2 separate regions of the Drosophila melanogaster genome follow, and region 2 is linked to region 1. The links are chromatin contacts, called in public Hi-C maps. All regions are on one chromosome and are shown on one strand. The core of a region is the stretch at or near the end of the contact, and the rest is flanking DNA. Distances in the headings are between cores, read along the strand shown.

Region 1 (3,566 bases), core at 258-2,757:
TCGTCGTCGGAGCTCTCCGGCGTGCCTGCACCTGGCACAGCTGTGGTGGTCTTCTCGTTCGCATTGGCGTTCCCGGAGTGGCCGCTGTTGTTGCCGCTGCCCACGAGGCTGGCGCTGTTGGTGACGCCGCCCGTGGTGTGCGTATTGGGACTGGGGCCGCGCGAACGGCGCCCGTTGCGCACCACATCCGTGGTGTTGCGCTCCGCCAACACCATCTTGTCCCGGATGAGCTGGGCGCGCTTGTTATGCTTCTCCAGGGTGCTAGTTTTGGCTAAACACGAGCACTAGCGAACACGAGCACTGCGGAGCTGCAAGAACAGTGGGGACATGTGTTAACGACTGATTCGGACACGGATGACAGCCGTACTCTGCTCTCCGGCTGAAAAATCCAGCAAATAGAAACTCTGCACCGCGTTTGGCGAGAGTGTGCGCTTGGCAAGAGGCACTTTTCCCGCAACGAGCGCAGAAGTGCGCTGTCAAACAGATACATTCATAAGTGTGCGTGCGTCCGTGTGAGCGTATGCGCGTGTATTGCGTGTGCTAGCGACGCGTGTATAGGTGTATGGGTGAGGGCCAAGCCAGCTGAGTTTGGAAACGGCAATGCATTTGGATTTGAATGCAGGAATCCGAATCTGGCTGGACGGAGGGACACGGAGGGACTCGGAGGACGCCTACCTGGTACTCTGGTGCCCCACAAGCACACAACCGAAGACGCTGCCACACGGATCTCACTGCACGTACCGTTTTCGCCCGCTTACGCAGTACGGCCTGCCGGACGCGGAGCTGGGGCTACTTGGAAAGGAGTACTCTTGGCCAGAAACTCCAGATACGGAACGCTGCGAACGGCTGGTCAGTGGAGTTGTTGCGCGCAGGTAACTGAAATCCAAACTGAAACGCGGAAAAAAAAACTCACTCGCGTACCGATTCTCTCTGGTCGTCCGTGGGCACAGCGCACTTTGTCGCCGACGACCGCAGTTCAGCTTTGTCTGTCGGTTGATCCGATTTTTTGCCCTCGCCTGGCTTCTCGACAGGCGGCCCCTTGGATTATCCTATCCCCGTTTTCGTTGGAGATCGAGAAACGGCTTCGCTTGCCCCTTTTTGATGGACACTCTCAGCACTTTTTCTAGAATATACGTCAGAAAACTGAGCGAATGCTCAAATTAATTTAAACTGTGGCTGTAGCAGCCACGGTTGCAAGGGATACACAAACTATCGATTAGGCCGCTCCGATATTTCGCTTTTGCCCTGTACAGGGATGCCACACGGCAGGCTGTACTGAATTTCGGGCAGACGACATCGATATTCGACATCTGTTTATTCACAGCCAACTTTAATGTGGTTTTACGCCATACATATGATGCTCGTACAGCAATTATGTGACTGATGCAAGCGAGAGCATACAAATACGGGGATATGGGTGATTTGTAATTCCACCCCCATCTGAGCGCAGTCCAGGTGGCAACGACGCTGCCCCCGCATGCCTATCGACCGATATACCGCAGATTCGCCAGTTTTCCGCAAGGTGGCGACTACGGCGGGCGCAGACTAAAAAGACAGACTTTTTTCTATATAATATACGGCAGGAATCAGTGCAAAAACCGATCCAACGCAATGGCTGCTAGATTCATACAGAAAATTGTAAGACCCGTTTAGGCTTAAGCGACTTGACCCGCCCCGCGTCGCGCCTCTTAACCCCACCATACAGCGACCAAACCAATTCTGCAGGACAGCAGTTGATTACGTGCTGGCCAAAAAGTACTGGCCAACTACCACTAACATTGCGATTTTGTTTCTCGTCCGACGCTCCTGCCCTCCAACTCCACGCCCGCTAACCAACCCTGCAAACCACCGATGCAATGATCTGCGATTCCGCGATTCCCAACGACAACAACACATTACGCAAAACACTTGCAGCTCAATCAACTGGGTTTGATTGCAGCGCGTGATGCTCCGGCGGTGACTGCGACGCCAGCAGTGAGCCAGGTTGGTTCCATAACAGCGGCGGCAGCGACGGAACCATCCGGGATCCGCAGTGGGGGCCACCACCTCCTTCGCCAGGACATCAGCTGTCCGTCCGGCGAAAACGAAAAGAGCACAGCATTAGAATTCGCATTCACTTTACATAACACTCTCTCTCTCGCTCCCTCGTTGCGTGGCCGAGATATCGATAACGGCGGGCAGGGCGGGTGGTTCGGACCCTCGAAAATCCCACCCCCTACTCGAGAGGCGGGAAAAAATCAGTTACCGAGATTGGGCCCTGATTTGCGGCCTTATCAGCGCCGTGGGAATCATTTGTGCACTCTAACCTCAACGCGACGAACTGTTTGGCACGGGGGGTAGGGCGGACGGGATTTTTGTTTGGCATGGGCACTTATGTAATCCCGCTAGATGCTGCTGCTGTTGCTGCTGCCCATCTATGCGTTTTCTCGCCACCATTTCTGTAGATCACTCTGTAACCCGCCTATGGTCTTGCTATTTTCCAGGTCAACGCGACTCCCGCCGCCAGCCGGTCCTACTCCTCCGGCACCAAGAAAGTCACCCTCATCCCTGGCGATGGCATCGGACCTGAGATCTCTGCGGCCGTGCAGAAAATCTTCACCGCCGCCAATGTCCCCATCGAGTGGGAGGCCGTGGACGTGACCCCCGTCCGGGTAAGTGTCGTAATCCCAGCCAGAGTTAGTGGTTCAACTTGACATTTCAAATCCAAGTTGAGCGCCATCGCCTTCGAAGCGCGTGGCCGTTTGACAACAGGTGGCAACTACGGTCGTCTGGGCGGTAAATTTGAAATACAACCAGGCTCTAGTTAACATTCCATTGCCATATATTCGATATAAATGCCAAATCAATGGATACGAATCCATGCAATATTTTCGCCAAATATTAATTTGCTCTGTTAAAAGCCAAAAAAAAAATGCATACATATGTCGGAGAAGACGACACATATATAAAACAATTTGCGAGCTAGCTTTATTTATTTACTTCTTATTTCATTTGTGCGTGACATGTTAACAGGGACCCGACGGAAAGTTCGGCATCCCACAGGCCGCCATTGACTCGGTGAACACGAACAAGATCGGCCTGAAGGGTCCTCTGATGACGCCCGTCGGCAAGGGCCATCGGTCTCTGAATCTGGCCCTGCGCAAGGAGTTCAATCTGTACGCCAACGTGCGTCCCTGCCGCAGTCTCGAGGGCTACAAGACGCTGTACGACGATGTGGACGTGGTCACCATCCGTGAGAACACCGAGGGCGAGTACTCCGGCATCGAGCACGAGATCGTCGACGGCGTCGTTCAGAGCATCAAGCTGATCACCGAGGAAGCCTCCAAGCGTGTGGCCGAGTACGCCTTCCAGTACGCCAAGAACAACAACCGCAAGAAGGTCACCGTGGTGCACAAGGCGAACATTATGTAAGTTGGCCACGAGAGCTACTCTTTTTTGTTGTTGTGAAACTAATGCTATTTTCCTACCATTTCTCACAGGCGCATGTCCGATGGTCTCTTCCTGCGCTGCGTCCGCGACATGGCCCAGAAGTTCCCAGAAATCCAGTTCGAAGAGAAGTATCTGGA
Region 2 (3,654 bases), core at 688-3,187, 76 kb before region 1:
ATACTTACTTGTTTACATAAAATATTAGTTGAAAGTAATCAACGTTAAATGGAGAAGCACATAAGCTTTTAAATAATATTAGTAGACACATAAGATTTAACTAAAACCTAACTTTGGGAAATGTGAAACTAGTGTATTTATAAAATTAGAATTAATATATAAGTAAAAGGCAGCTACAGAACAACAAAAGGATGCTCGTGAGCAAAAGAAGACTATTTAAGTAAACTAGTTATTTAACTAATTGTGAACGTTTAAGTAGCGTGAACAAATAAAACGAAATTGAGCATTTAAGTTACGTTCCTCCACATACGAAGATTTTGGCTTATCGTTTAGAAAATATACCATTTCCTTTGATGGTAAATCAAATTTAATCTATGTCCTTGCAATTCATGCCGTTTTTGTTATGAGCAATTGGATTCTAATGTTATTTAAATATTTGAATGTAGTATTTCGAGCCAACTGGTTTATTCCAACCCAAGTCTACTATGTTTTGGCACACAGCTATAAACGAATGCGATGAATTTCTGCACATATTTTTATAATAAAGAGCTACAAATCGACAAATATCCAAATCTATATACAACAATCTTTTGAAATTACCAAAATTGAATGCATGTATTGTATTCAAAAAAACGTATTTACGCTAGAATTCCTTCTTTCCTCTCGACAGAACCTCGCAAAATAAACTGAATTATCTGCAAAATCCTACTTCTAAAGTTATCTGAAGAGCTTCTTGCAAAAATGTGTTGGGTTAGCAGTTTCAGTTTGGCCGGGCATCGGGTTTACTATACTATTTAGCCACGCTTGGGATCTGAATCCACGTCCGATTTGCACACCACAATCACTGGACCAAACAACAAAAACAAAACAAAAAAAAAAAATAGAGGGGAGCACGGAATTTCACTTGCGTTTGCTTTATAATTGATCGTCATATCATAAAACACACACACATTTTTCAGATGTTGGTTTCTTCTATTGTTAAGGGTATGGATCTTCAGTTGAACATTTTACTGAGTAATTTTTTATACATTAGAAAAAAAAACTGAAGCGCCTGGGTTGTTTAGTTGCGCGATCCGCGTCCGAATCCGCCACGGAACTCGACCTCTCCGGCACCGGGTCCAACATCGCCCTTCTTGTCCACTCCGCTGCCGCCGGGAGCACGTCGGTAGGCGGAGCGATCCTCTCCGGTCTTGGAGGCGTCACCGGGTCCGCGTGGGCCGCCAACGGCGGGACGGGGACGGACGGTCTCCGAGCGGGCAGGGCGCTTCAGCGTCGAGGGCACGATCTCGGGCGGCAGGTGGAGGTAGCTGCGCAGCTCCTCGATTCCCTCGTTGGTGAGGTACCAGTAGTAGTGGCGCCAGGCGAACTGCTCCTTAACCAGTCCGCGCGAGTGGAGCGACTGCATCGCCTTGATCACGTGCAAGTTGGGGATCGACTCCAGTTCCGGGTGCTTCTGGGCATGGAAATCCTTCTTGGCCACGATCACGCCCTCCTTGAAGAGGTACTCGTAGATCGCGACACGATGGGCCTTTGGCATAAACATTCTGCACAAACAACAAAAAAAAAAAATAGCAATTAGATTCGGTTCATTGCCAGGATATATCTACAGATCATCCATGTGGTATCCAATTCACACATTGTTTATTGAGTCTGAAAGACTCGCTTCTTTGTCCACACAAAAAAAAAATGTACACATGCATTCGGGAACAACATTGGGCGCATATTTTCCCGGTGCGGCCGCTTGAAAATGGGGGTTTTCGGCGACAATTACCTGGATTGATTTGCAAACACAAAGTTACACGAACGCGAACGTATCGTAATACTCCCGCTGCAAGTAAAAAAGAGAATTGGAGGTATTTAATAGGGAGTTTTGCTTAAAAATTCGCGGAGCACACGCACTCACCGGAAACGTGAAGACGAAAAGAAAGGGAAACGGAAGGGATGACAAGAAGAAGACGGTGAGCAGTGTGGCCGGACCTTTCGATATGTGTCAGCAATCGATGACGCCGGCAATATATCGATATTATCTTAAGACATAATCCACGAGTAAATTTCGCGATTAAATCAAGTAACTACACTTGCGACACATTTTGACTTAGAATTTTTTGAATTACTTAAAACTGACCACCTTATATTCGTTCTCATAGCTTGTCTTGTATACTTGGGCATTCGATAGCGACAATGGTGCCGGACTTTTTAGTATCGATATCCTTATCGATAAGCCTTAGGCCAAGTATTAAGTTAATACACACACCGCATTTTGCACATGCATCTTATCGATACGTCTTTGTTGTCATAAAATCGCACTTATTTATTGCCAATAAGTATTAGTGATGGCACAGTTAAGCGTTTTTGTTTCGGTAATTCAAGTGTTTCATTTGTAATTATAAAAAAAATCACTCATTTTGTTTTATGAAAAAACAATTAAAATGGATCTTATTATATAAGCTTATTTATTTATTATTTATTTATTATTATTATTTAGTTATTTATTATTTCATTTATAAAACATTAATTTGAACTCAAAACAAAAAAAGTTTTACGACGAACCAGGTAAAACTTTCAATTTTGAGAGTCTCTCAGCAAAGGCCCTCCGCCCTCCCTTCTAGTCAACGAATGAGTAGCCATCTGTTCTCTGAGAATCTGTAGGTTTAACACTAAAGCTGTAAAACAATACAGCTCCCGGGATAGACAAACTTTAGGAATTAGCATTATTATGCAGCAGGATAATGGGCGCCACCGCCCAGACCCCAAGTTTCGACTGGGGCAGCCACAGGTTAGTGGATATCGGGGCGAAAAGTAATCTGTTAGTAGACGCGAAGGTTCTAACTTTTTCCCATCGAAAATTCCGAAGAGGATAAGAAGCAGCACACAGAAAATGTATTAATTAAAATAGAACCGTACAGTTAGGTTAAGCGCACAGTTGGGTTAAGTTAGGTTACACAGTGAGAAGTTCCTGATGAAGTGAACATATACAAATTTGAAATATATATGTACATAGTATATAAAATAATGCTGGATGAACCCTTCCTGACCTAAACCTACATCGGAAAAATTCAAAATCTCCGAACCGCCATTCTGCACTGAGAAAAATTAGGTTATATTTTTAAATCATATATTAGAAGGCTTTACCATAAGTTACCATAAGTTTATGGGATAATTTAAATAAATAATTTGGTTCTCCTCTAAAATATATTTAGCAACCTGTGTCGCATCCATTTAATGACAATTTTCTTGAATACCTTTTATAAAATTTTTCTTGAATTTACGGCAAAAACTAACACCTACTGCCTTATATTTCCTCATCTTACTTTAGTTTGCATTCATTTATTTACTTATTTAATTTATTACTTACCTATTATTACTTATAAATATTGCTATTAATTATTAGTTACCACCATGAATGCAATAAAAAAATGAATTTCTAAAAACTTAAATACTGAACTCGGCTGATGTTTCATCGGACATAGGGTACCAAAGGGGCCGCTAGAGCCATGCCTTTAATGAAAGTGGTCATAGATAGCATAGGGCAATCCGCGAACATAATTAAACCTGTGTTGCGCAGGCAACCAATTCTTAAGCTATTCCTCCTGTTCTAGAACTTCCTCCTCCTTTCGAAAATATTAATTTTCTTCCTCCGATTTTGTATACTAG

Evidence for each region. Hi-C and Micro-C count contacts between places; a contact is called where the count stands out from the background.
Region 2: a Hi-C map of the Kc167 cell line shows a contact between it and region 1, with 5 times the contacts expected there. The contact joins the promoter of RpS10b here to the promoter of Idh3a in region 1. A contact is called at or near these places in 16 of 107 Hi-C or Micro-C datasets (the D17-c3 cell line, the Kc167 cell line, the ML-DmBG3-c2 cell line and 4 more).

Annotation. Positions count from the first base shown.
Region 1 is chrX:19,519,745-19,523,310 of dm6, reverse strand. Idh3a (Isocitrate dehydrogenase 3a) reads left to right here and starts at 1,507. Exons shown (of 5, transcript NM_167657.3): 1 at 1,507-1,638; 2 at 2,484-2,651; 3 at 3,013-3,407; 4 at 3,480-3,566. The coding sequence starts at 1,612. It overlaps CoRest (CoRest,), which reads right to left and starts at 1,212. Exons shown (of 11, transcript NM_001201742.3): 1 at 922-1,212; 2 at 1-308. The coding sequence starts at 215.
Region 2 is chrX:19,596,323-19,599,976 of dm6, reverse strand. It overlaps RpS10b (Ribosomal protein S10b), which reads right to left and starts at 1,937. Exons shown (of 3, transcript NM_134480.4): 1 at 1,900-1,937; 2 at 1,772-1,828; 3 at 171-1,544. The coding sequence starts at 1,543. The coding sequence ends at 1,061. CG14220 reads left to right here. Exons shown (of 4, transcript NM_001258830.2): 4 at 1-174.